Linked DNA regions of Bombyx mori: region 1 is linked to region 2. A link is a contact called in public Hi-C data. All regions are on one chromosome and are shown on one strand. Each heading gives the region's core, a stretch centred on a gene start, on an enhancer-like site or on the middle of the called end of the contact. The rest is flanking DNA. Distances are from core to core; before and after follow the strand shown. Region 1 has its middle 2.8 kb from the start of LOC134199001. Region 2 has its middle 12 kb from the start of LOC101741543.

The links. Hi-C and Micro-C count contacts between places; a contact is called where the count stands out from the background.
Region 1: a contact with region 2 is called in a Hi-C map of whole pupa, with 1.9 times the contacts expected there. The contact joins two enhancer-like sites. A contact is called at or near these places in 3 of 7 Hi-C or Micro-C datasets (middle silk gland, posterior silk gland and whole pupa).

The regions. Positions count from the first base shown.
Region 1 is chr6:6,725,313-6,730,539 of ASM3026992v2, reverse strand. No RefSeq gene overlaps it. Among protein-coding and RNA genes, the nearest start is that of LOC134199001, 2.8 kb to the right of the region's middle. Within about 2 kb of position 1,674, at least 5 of the 8 cell types and tissues checked have open chromatin away from gene starts, as enhancers often do.
Region 2 is chr6:6,675,092-6,680,709 of ASM3026992v2, reverse strand. It overlaps a transcript of Abd-b not described here. Among protein-coding and RNA genes, the nearest start is that of LOC101741543, 12 kb to the right of the region's middle. Within about 2 kb of position 3,224, at least 8 of the 8 cell types and tissues checked have open chromatin away from gene starts, as enhancers often do.

The DNA.
Region 1 (5,227 bases), core at 425-2,924, 51 kb before region 2:
CGGCCCAGAAGTGAGAGCAGTACTCCACGCGAGGCCGGACCTGCGCTTTATAAAGCGCAAGTCTCTGCCCAGGCGTGAAATACCGCTTCTCTCTGTCTGCTCTGTTGCATTCCTCATGTCTGAGGGTCTTGACCATCTCTTCCTATTATCCTTCTTTGAATGATGTTTCGCCATCTTCCTCTGTTCTCGGCCGTAGACAGTGGTATCCAGGGGGTGCGGATTTGGTCAGACCAGCGTATTGGATTGTGGCCATGTGATCCTTTGCCTGCAATCTTGCCAGTTACAATCAATTTTTGAATATTTTCACAACAATGTGACCGAAGAACTCAAATATCCTCTTGAGGCATATGATAGAGAGCCTGGTTGGGTTACAACATACCTATTAGATACTTAAAATGTAAGTAGGTATAGGTATGTAAATCAACTGAAATGCATACATTTTGTAAAGTACATAATTAAATAAAAAATAATTAATTGAAGTCGTCGTGACCTAAAGGATAAGACGTCCATTGCATACGTATCTAGCGATGCACCAGTGTTCGAGTCCCGCTGGCAAGTACAAATTTTTCTAATGAAATACGTACTTAACAAATGTTCACGATTGACTTCCACGGTGAAGGAATAACATCGTGTAGTAAAAATCAAACCCGCAAAATTATAATTTGCGTAATTACTGGTCGTAAGACATCCTGTGACTCCGCCTGGGTAGATATCACCACCCTGTCTATTTCTGCCGTGAAACAGTAATGCATTTTAGTTTGAAAGGTGAGGTCCCGTCATGACCTATGCATTTTCGCTCACGCGGCCCACACTACCTTGAAACCCCTTCAAATCATTCAATCCCGTTTTTGCAGGATAGCCGTCGGAGCCCCGTGGCTCGTCACGAATGTCGACCTTCACGACGACCTGAACATAGAGTCCATCAGTAAGTACTTATAGTTTAAAATTTTAAAGATTTCTAGTGTACGTATAATGTTCCTTGGAATTCATTTTTTTATTTTTTTGCACTTGTAGGCAGATGAGCATACGGCCCACCTGATGGAGAGTGACGTCAGCAATACTAGGGGCAGAGCTAAGTCGCTGCCTACCGTTAAATACTCTCCACAAGCCTCGTTTGGAGAAGGGCAAGTCATAACGATCAGGAAACGCCTTGACCCACTTGATTAGATAATAAAAAAAGTGAATTATGAAAGAAAAAGCCATTGAGTGTATTGTGTACTTATATTATGTAGGTAGGTATATGTTAGATACGACACAAGCACTTTGAATTTACAGGTTTCAGCTCGAATAATAAATAGTTCATAAGTCCCTAAGTCCAATTATGGAACAAGTTGAGCAACCATCATACAAAAAAACCTTTTGAGAGTGAATCCTTCATTATGAAAATTAGATAATCATCTTTGATTTTTAATGTAACGGATTTATAAATTCTAATCTGTACCTAACTATTAATAATAAATTCTCATAATAAATGTGGCTTATACAAAAAAAATAATCAATTACTACTAATTCTACACATTTTTTAAACATTTCTAATAAAGAATATTGTGCATTAGGCACATTTATTTTGACCACAGGTTTTGACATCTATCCCCACGAGGTTTACGCCCTCTTCGCAATGGCGGCCGCTAATCTGCGTCCCCATTCGCTGTTAATTCAATATTTTCTTCAGTGTGAATACGCATGCGCCAATAATATTAGCAATTCATGATGGCCGGCGAAAAAAGTAATGCACCCAGGTGACAGTTTGATAAATGATTCGTTCTGATTGGATGTATAGAGTTCAAATGTAATATTTAAATATTTTTAGGACAATTTCAAAGTTAATTTCTGTTTAGATTAGGTAGGTAACAAAATTAGTTTAAAAATTTAAATTTCAAGAGTACAAAAATAATTTCTAAAAGTCGTTTTGCCGAAAACAAAAAGTTGATTGGAATATTGGAATGTAGGTAAAAAGTATCTAATGCCCGAGGAAGACTATCATAATATGTACACATTAGCATATTTTCATGATACTTCCATAACCATATAAAAATGAGTAAGTAGGTAGGCGTCCCCAATATTTTTCATTTATTACTTATCATTTTTTATTACTATTTTCCTATCTTACATTTTCTGCTATTCGCCCTGAGTCCTTCTAGAGTGACCCTGTAAGACTTGGTGACACCGTCCTGCTTATTTCTGCTAACCCTGCTGAGATTGTTTAATTTCTGAGACAAGACTATACGACTTTTGTTACTTTTTTTTCTCAGGCAGGGTGTTGAACCTCCTACGAGATATCCGCACGCGGAGTATATGAGTTACGGTCTCCTCAACATTAGAAAGGTACGCTAAAGGTAGATTTGAACTTACCATAACGATGAAAAATAGTTTTCTGCTATTGTTTTAAACAAAGTAGAAACACTGCACTTATCTTTAGGTAACGAGTCCCTACAGCTGAAGGTACATTTTCTTACAACTTTTATGAAAAACAAATACATTTAGGGAAACAAAATTAGGAAAACTTTCAATGATTGGCCATAATGGCTGTAGTATGTTAGTTATGATTTTGATTTGAAAATAAATAAATAACTTTTATGATTTAATGTCATATTTACTATTACCATTTCATATTTTTTATAATTGTAATTTCTTACTATGCCTACAACTGGAGAAAACAAAAGAAAATACTGTATTGATTTGAAGTAATTGCAATAGTTACCTATTTGAAATTAAGTGGCTGACACTAATCCAAACGTCCTAAAGGGTTTATTATAATTTCAGCACATCTAAGATTCTTTTAAATCTAACTAATAATAATAATCAAAACAATATTCGCATTCGTGTTCGCGAGTGTTCGACTTGTACCGAAATCGAAACGTGACTGAAGGCCTCATTTAAATTTGATCATAGTTTAGTTTGCACCTAATCACGACACTATTGTACAGAGCATAATAGTCTATGATGCCTGATTGTATAGAGTTGTAAACATAACCAGGGCCGAACTTCATTTTTATTAAAGCTCAGTAAATACTTTGCTGTGACTGACATAACTTTTATGAAAGTAGTACTCGAGCGCCACTTTTCTGGATTCTCCTCTAGAGTGCAAAAAACTGTAGTCAGTTTCACTTCACCACAATCAAGTGCATAGCTTAGGAATGGATGGAGGACAAGCCCCGTCCTTGCGGATTCATCAGATCCAATAGCCCTTGCATTAGACGCCTTCAGCTTTAACACTAGGAGCTGGCATAGGGACCCCGGTAATCCTACTCATCGAACTCGATAAACAGTTCGACGTGCAACCTAACCCATGCATCAGCTCGCTGAGTTTCTCGCCGGATCTTTTTAGCGGGTCGCAATTCCGATCCGGTAGTAGATTAATTCGCGAAGCAGCTACTCTTGAGTTGTTAGGTCTCCTTTGGAGGCGCTCGGGCAGCTGTTAACAAATTGCACCCCTCCTGACTGAGCCTTTACTCGCCCACCTGTCCTGGTGAAACTGGAAAGTCCTCCTGGCCACCAGTAATCCGTCAATCATAAAAAAAACAGAATATTCTTAATAGTTGCATGAATTTACGTAAATTTTACCTTCGGTAAATTAAATGCAAATCCTAAATTCGGACCATACCAATGTAACCCTTTGAGTTATTCTTTGTTTGTTAACAACGAATAACTGTACGACCCAAATAAAATAGTACAATACTCTCGTTGCTTTTATTAGTGACACTTTTTTACACGAATTTATGTAGGTAAGTTTTTATTTATTTGTTTACGTTGGCTAACGACCAAGGCGGTTACCGAAGTATTAAGAAGTTAAAAGTTTAAAACAAAATAGGGGGCGATGTAATTTAGATCCTGGCCTCCGTCCCGGCAAAGCGATAGTGATAGGACAACTCAAAGGGCCATGGAAAAAATGAAGCCAAAGAAAAGCTTAACTGCCATGTCCTACTGAACTCCTTACGGATTTATTTAGGTGATGGAGCTTACGTGATGAGTTGTTACGTACATAGTGAGGTCACTAACTACATGACCAAGATGGTGATCAGACGTCGTAACATAACATGAGGAACTGTTTGAGATGATCCCATCATCTCATTTTTACCATCGCACCGCCGCCACCGGAGCAGAGTTCGTCCATAGCTCCTAAAATCACTGCGTTCATCGACTGTATGTCTTCAGTGATTTTTATGCCACATACCTACCTACCATTCGGCTTTGGAATGAGCTCCCCTCTACGGTATTTCCCGATGACATGCCGTTCTTCAAATTACAGAGAGTAGGCAGAGGCTTGGTTATACCCCTGGCATTCCTGACGTCCATGGGTGACGGTAATCACTCATAATCAGGTGGGCCGTATGCTCATCTAAAAGCGCAATAAAAAAAAAACTACATAGATTTAAATTGTTTTAATGTTTTGAAACTTTTCAAAAGATTTAGCGACAGATTCTAACAATAGATGGCGCTAATATTAAAATGTTGACTTTTATAAATGCTTTCGTTTGATTGTTCTGACTAAATGATTTCATTTCATATCAAGCCGAGCATACATATATGCACTATTGTGACTTACTTAGAGAAAGATGGTTTACATTAATATCAGATTCAACAAGGAATTCTGTTTATCCCATATAAATCCACTGTTGCACCAAATGTAATGTTAGCTCTTTCCAGTAAATTGACATTAAAATTTATAACTTTTCACAGTCCAGTGGACATGGTATTTATTGTTACCAGTAGATGTCACTGTAATCATTAAAAATTTTAAATAGCAAGTAGTTGCGCATTACTAATCACAGATGTCGCTATTCTAAAATTCTAATAAACAAAATCAGTTTTATTTATTAATTAATTTTTCTTTATATCTTCTGTAACGAACCTTCAAACACAAGTTTTTACACACAATTAACTCCAAGTATTCTTATAATTAGTTTTGTTTAACATTGTATTTTGTCTTTTTCGATTGTGTTTGAAGATGTCTATCAATATAATACCTAATAACCATTAATAATGCGGACGCGTTGTAACTATTTATGTTAGATGTTTATTAATAAGGCCTTACGACATCTTCTGACGCACGCTTTCAGTAAATTCAGTTCTATATTACGAGTTTTTTTTTAAGGCTTATCTTTCTGTTACGGCCGTTTTCAATAACCTATCTATCCCTAGTTTCGGTTACTAAAGATAGACAAATCTATATTTTTGTCCTTACTTACGTTCCAATAACCTATCGACGGGCAGCAGTTCCTATCGG
Region 2 (5,618 bases), core at 1,975-4,474:
ATTAACAGCGTTTGTCTATAGACTTTATGGGACTATATGCGAGTGTGTGTGTTCATATGTATGTGTGCTCTTGGGCTCGTGAGAGAGTGCTCTAAAGTACAGGCGGGTGCAGATATGCTGTGTCTAATAATGCTAGATGTACATTTAAGATTATATTTACGAACAGTTTCAATATAGGCCAAGGGTGGTACGCTAGTGAAAATTAGAATTTGGTCTCATTTGTGAATTCTAACAGAATTTAGTGAATTTATAACCTTATTTTTATTTACCTACCTACAAAAGAAAAGCAAAAAATTAAGGCTTAAGTGAATGTATATTTTCAGTGATATTCATTTTTTAAATATAATTTATTTTTACTACATTAGAGTCTAATTTACTGTTACGTTGGAAATTTGGCAGAGAATAAAATGAGATTTTGCCTTCTCTAAGATAGGCTTTTTAAGTACCTACTTCTTAATATTTTATGTTCCCCCTTTTTTATAGTTGCATAGCGGTAAGTGTAGAATGTTATTACTGGTGGTAGGACGTCTTGTGAGTCCGCACGGGTAGGTATCACCACCCTGCCTATTTTTGCCGTGAAGTAGTAATGCGTTTTGATTATAAGGGTGGAGCAGCTGTTGTACTATACAAACTGAGACCTTAGAACTCCTATCTAAAGGTAGGTGGCGGCATTTACGCTGTAGATATCTATGGGCTTCGCTAACCACTTAACATTAGGTGGCTTGTGAGATCTTCCACACAAATAAGCAATAAAATAAAAAAGGGATATCAGATAAATGCATGAATTATAAATTTAAATACAAATTATTACACCGAGGTTGAATATTATAAATTTATTAGTAAAATTATGGTAGAACTACACCGTCCAAATAAATAAAACAAACTGAATTTTCGTAAGTAATAACTAGTGCATATTGTGAGCACGGGTAGATATGTATATACCTGCACGTTTTATACTGCGAACCAAACAACTCTTCAAGTTTCAAGGATGGGATGATTCTATACGATACATTTAATTAATACGTTTAAGAAATACATTCTTGTTTGTCTACTAGTGCAGGTAGCTTTTAATTTGGAAAAATCGATTTTTTTAATTTTTGTAAGTTTTATCATTAGAATGGAAAATAAACAATACCTTAGATGTTGTCTTAAGATCTAATTCAAACTGTTCAGGTGGCGTAATAGTGAGCTGTTGGGTCGAGGGACGTGGCTTTGATTTCCACTTCGGCACATAGTATTTGCACTGTGTCTGGGTGTTTTATATATATGTATATATTTAAATGTATATAAGTATATAAGTTAAGTATTTAAAGGTAGGCAGTGGCTTGGCTCTGCCCCTGGCATTGCTGAAGTCCATGGGCGATGGTAACCACTCACCATCCGGTGGGCTGTGTGTTCGTCTGTCTACACGGGCAATAAAATAAATATATGTGTGTATATGTCTCAGTATCTAGTTCTCATAGAACAGGAAATAGTTGTTTGAGGGTGGATGATTGTGTGTGATTTGCGATAGAAATAGGCACAGTGGTGTTATCTGGTACCTGGCTACCATGGTACCCATGTGGCTTCATAGTAGCTAAAAAAAATTTGCGGGTTTGATTTTTATCACACGATGTTATTTACATCGTGGAAGTCATTCGTGAATACGTTTTGAATACGTATTTCATTATAAAAATTCTTATATCACAAAATTACTATTGGCATATATATTGTAATGTTTATGGGCTCCGGTCACCACGATCACCAGCTAACGCCAGTGTGTCCGTGATCTTAATAATTTAAGTTGACTAGACTAGTATCAATTAATAATCGTAAGCTAGAAGCATTAAAACTGAAAATTGAGCTGAAAATAATACAAGAAATATCATAGTTGATCATACTGTTTTTCAACCGTACGACAGTAGATGAATGTCTGTGTTATGAACTTTTCGATCAGTTGGTATATCAAGCGAACGACCCTAAGTGCAGGTTGTTCCTCGTAAACTGTAACAAATGAACGATAAGGGGTTGTTGACTGTAACAATTTCTTAAAAATTGTTACTTCTATTTTGTGGGCTACGTAGAATCTAAAAGAACGCTTTCATATTTTTTGAAAGCGGTTATGCTTTATTTAGGTATAGAGCTACCTACTAAATTTTTTCAACTTATAAAAAATATTCTATTACATTCGGCACTCTACATGGAAATATCTGCTTAGATACATATTAATGAATTTTGACATTGATTTAAAAATTGTAACCTAGAGTTTGAGAACCTAAGAAATAAATATGGTGAATTATGAAGAACATTCAGTTTTTTTCTTATAGACAGCATTTTTTTTTGACATTTTCATTAAGTCTAAATTACGGGGGCACATTTACACTTACATAGGCTGCTCACTTGTCCTGGTGAAACTGGAAAGGCCTCGAGGCCACCGGTAGGTAATATTTTAATCATAAAAATAAACTTTCATAGGTAGTTTTTTTATCGACTTAGAGCTGTTAAAAGCTATAATTTTGAAAAGAACTAATTTGTAGAATTTTATCTAGATATGTGCATAATATTAAAATAAAGAAGATAAGAATGATAATGGATAATTTTAGAAGCCACCCACAATACGTGATATGATAGTTGAACAACCGGCGCAAAATCAGGTTTTATTATACGCCCTAATTATATGTATCATATATCTCGTATTCTTTGTAGGGAAGAACAGGTCATTAAATTCGGTCGGGTTGCTTTTATAGCCACACCTTCCGTGTCGGAGCTTGAGAGAAAAAGATGGCTGGCCGTGAGGCGGTTACTTTTCCAACGTATGTAGGCGTGGTTTGAGAAACGGCGGCCCTTAAGGCAAATGGCGCCGATTTCAACCAATGAGAACCCAATTGAGGTAAGAATGGAATTTGGGTTTTGGTTGCCTAGCAACTCAAGTGAAATTGCTATGAGAATGCCAATATCCAAATTATAACTTTTAAAGTACCTAATTTTTCATTTCGTTTTATGACTGTATTTTTTGTTCCATTAAAGACTTCCAGAAATAATCTTATTTTTCTTTCCGTTAATTCTGTGCACTTATTTATTTATGAATTTATAGTTTCTTTTTATTTAATAATATTTATTCTTACGATATTTTTGGAGAGCCTTGAAAAAAATATCACTTCGTGCTTATCTTAGAGACATCTTTACAAAAACAAATGTACTGTTTGAGAAAACCTAAAAATAAATTGGGAAGCCAGGAATGTAAAATTGTTTTCTCCTGTTTGTGAAATAGTTCTCAATATACTCAATAGATGTCACTAAAACCTCAGCTCAAGATCGAACCTCTTTGTTGTCAGAACAGGCTAATAGATGGCGCTGTCCTAAAATAAATATTTTACGTAAGTGTAATTTTAAAAATTGCCAATAAACTAAGTTTAATCGAAAGTACTAATGACGTTTTTCATGGTTTAAATGGTAATCATGGTAAAATGGTCATGGCTTAAATGGTAATGCTTAAATTGTCAAAAATAATTATAATCATCATGGCCACAGTCAGACAGCATATCGAATGTTCATTCGTAATCTAATTAAAAATTTTAGATTAATGTTTCTATGCTCGTAAGCTAGCGTCACCTTCCTCCAATCATCGCAAATGGTGTACCCGATTGACTTTAAGCTTGGTACAGTCGTTATTATACTTTCGGGAAGCTTCTTGTTATTCGACATAGTACCATCACCGTAGGATAGGTGGCGCGTGAATGGGTTTCACAAAATTAAGTGGTTCTACCTCTTTTATAAATCGAATGATATTCACGCCGGTGCATAGTCCGATGTTATTATAGTTTTAAATAAAAGCTGTATCAAACAGTTTTATTAATTGTCATTACTATAATTTAGGCTCTCTTCAAGCGAATTTCATACTGAAACTCATGAAGGTAATTAATTCACAAGAGACTGATTTTGTCAGTTTATCTTCTTTGCTCTAATCTATTTTAGTAAAACAGGCGAATACATTGTAAAATTTGTATGAGATACTTTTTCTAGTTTAAGCAAATGTGAGCGAATTATTCTTTATCTTAATTATTACAATTGCATTTTTAAGTGGGTAAAACGTTTACGATCTCAATAATAAAATAACAGCTTACACTGGACTAATGTTTATTAAATTGCAAAATTTATTAATAAAACATTTTAAGAGTGAATTTTATACCGAGAACATAATTGTTTACATGCATATTAAACTAATATTAAACTACATACATAGCCTTACCATAAAAAATGTTACAAGGAAAAATCTTTTTTTTTACTTTAGAGGAAACATTTATTATTTCAGTAAAGGTTAATTTATTGGTGTAAATTAGAATTTCGTACATATTTAACAGGCATTTTTTGGCGGGAACGTGAGGAGTGAAGTTGTGTGATTTGTTTTATTTTGTCTATTTCGTCTTTCTTCAGGTTTAAATGTGTAATAACGGTGGTTTATTAACTGTTTAATATCTGTAAAAATACACAAATGTGGGAAAATGAAACAAAGTCGCTGGACGTAGCTTCTTGGGATCCTCCAAAAAGCCCACTGAAAAAGTCTCAGTAAATAACCACCATTTTACTGAGATTATATTTCATCCCATATCATCTCATCTCATTTAATTTAATTTCATCTCAGTTGATTAATGTCTCAAATTAATAATCTTCATTTTATTTCACTCCATATTATAATTTTTCATAAAAATAAGAATATAAATAAAATTTTTAAAATAAGACTTGACCTAAAAGTGTTAGTTACCAGGTTATAAAATACCTTAAAAAACATATTTAACAAAGCTCCTTCAATACTTTTCTCACTTATTATTATTAAGCGTTGTGGTTAGCTATCGTTTAACATACATTACGTACTTTCTACGCGAATGCCAATATTATGCAATTTGTTAGGGACTCCAAATTAACCATGAGACTTAGAGCATACCATTGCATTAAAAGAGTCCTTAAATCATAGCCACGTGTATTAAGGTTGAGACAACATGACGGCCAGTCCTGATGGATCTACAAACATTTCTTTCCAGCCCGCTTCTGTGGATAGACCTTTATGACTGGTTGTTGAGATTTTCCAAAAGTACCGTTCCTGGTTACAGAACACGGTCTTAAGGCTTAACCACCGTCTCAGGCATTGTATCTTCTTAATGCTAGGCCGATGCTATTACCTATGTATTGATACCTCGAATCTGGTTCAATCAATCCTTAATAGTTCAAACGATCGTTGAAGTTAAAAATGCCGACGTTAACTCTAATTAAGAAGTTCTGTCTGTTTATATTTGTTTATTATTATAAAATTTTGTATATTATTATAAAGTATATTTTTTCTCGTCAGTATGTCTTTTTTTTTTAACAATCACGCCACGTTAACTGGTCCCGTGATAAGTTCGTAAAGAACTTGTGTTACAGGTACCAGATAACGGATATAAATGTAAGATTTGTTTATGAGGTACACTTCATGCACATCAATGTACATTGACGGTGTAATGCCTAAGGAATTTTCACTCAGTAAGCTAACGGTGTCGCAGAAAAAACATAGCCTCACCAAGCCTCACCACAAAGACCGGTCCTGCGCTGCCTACATCCAGCGGATTCCCGCGAACTTCAATAGGTCGTCGGCCCACCTTGTG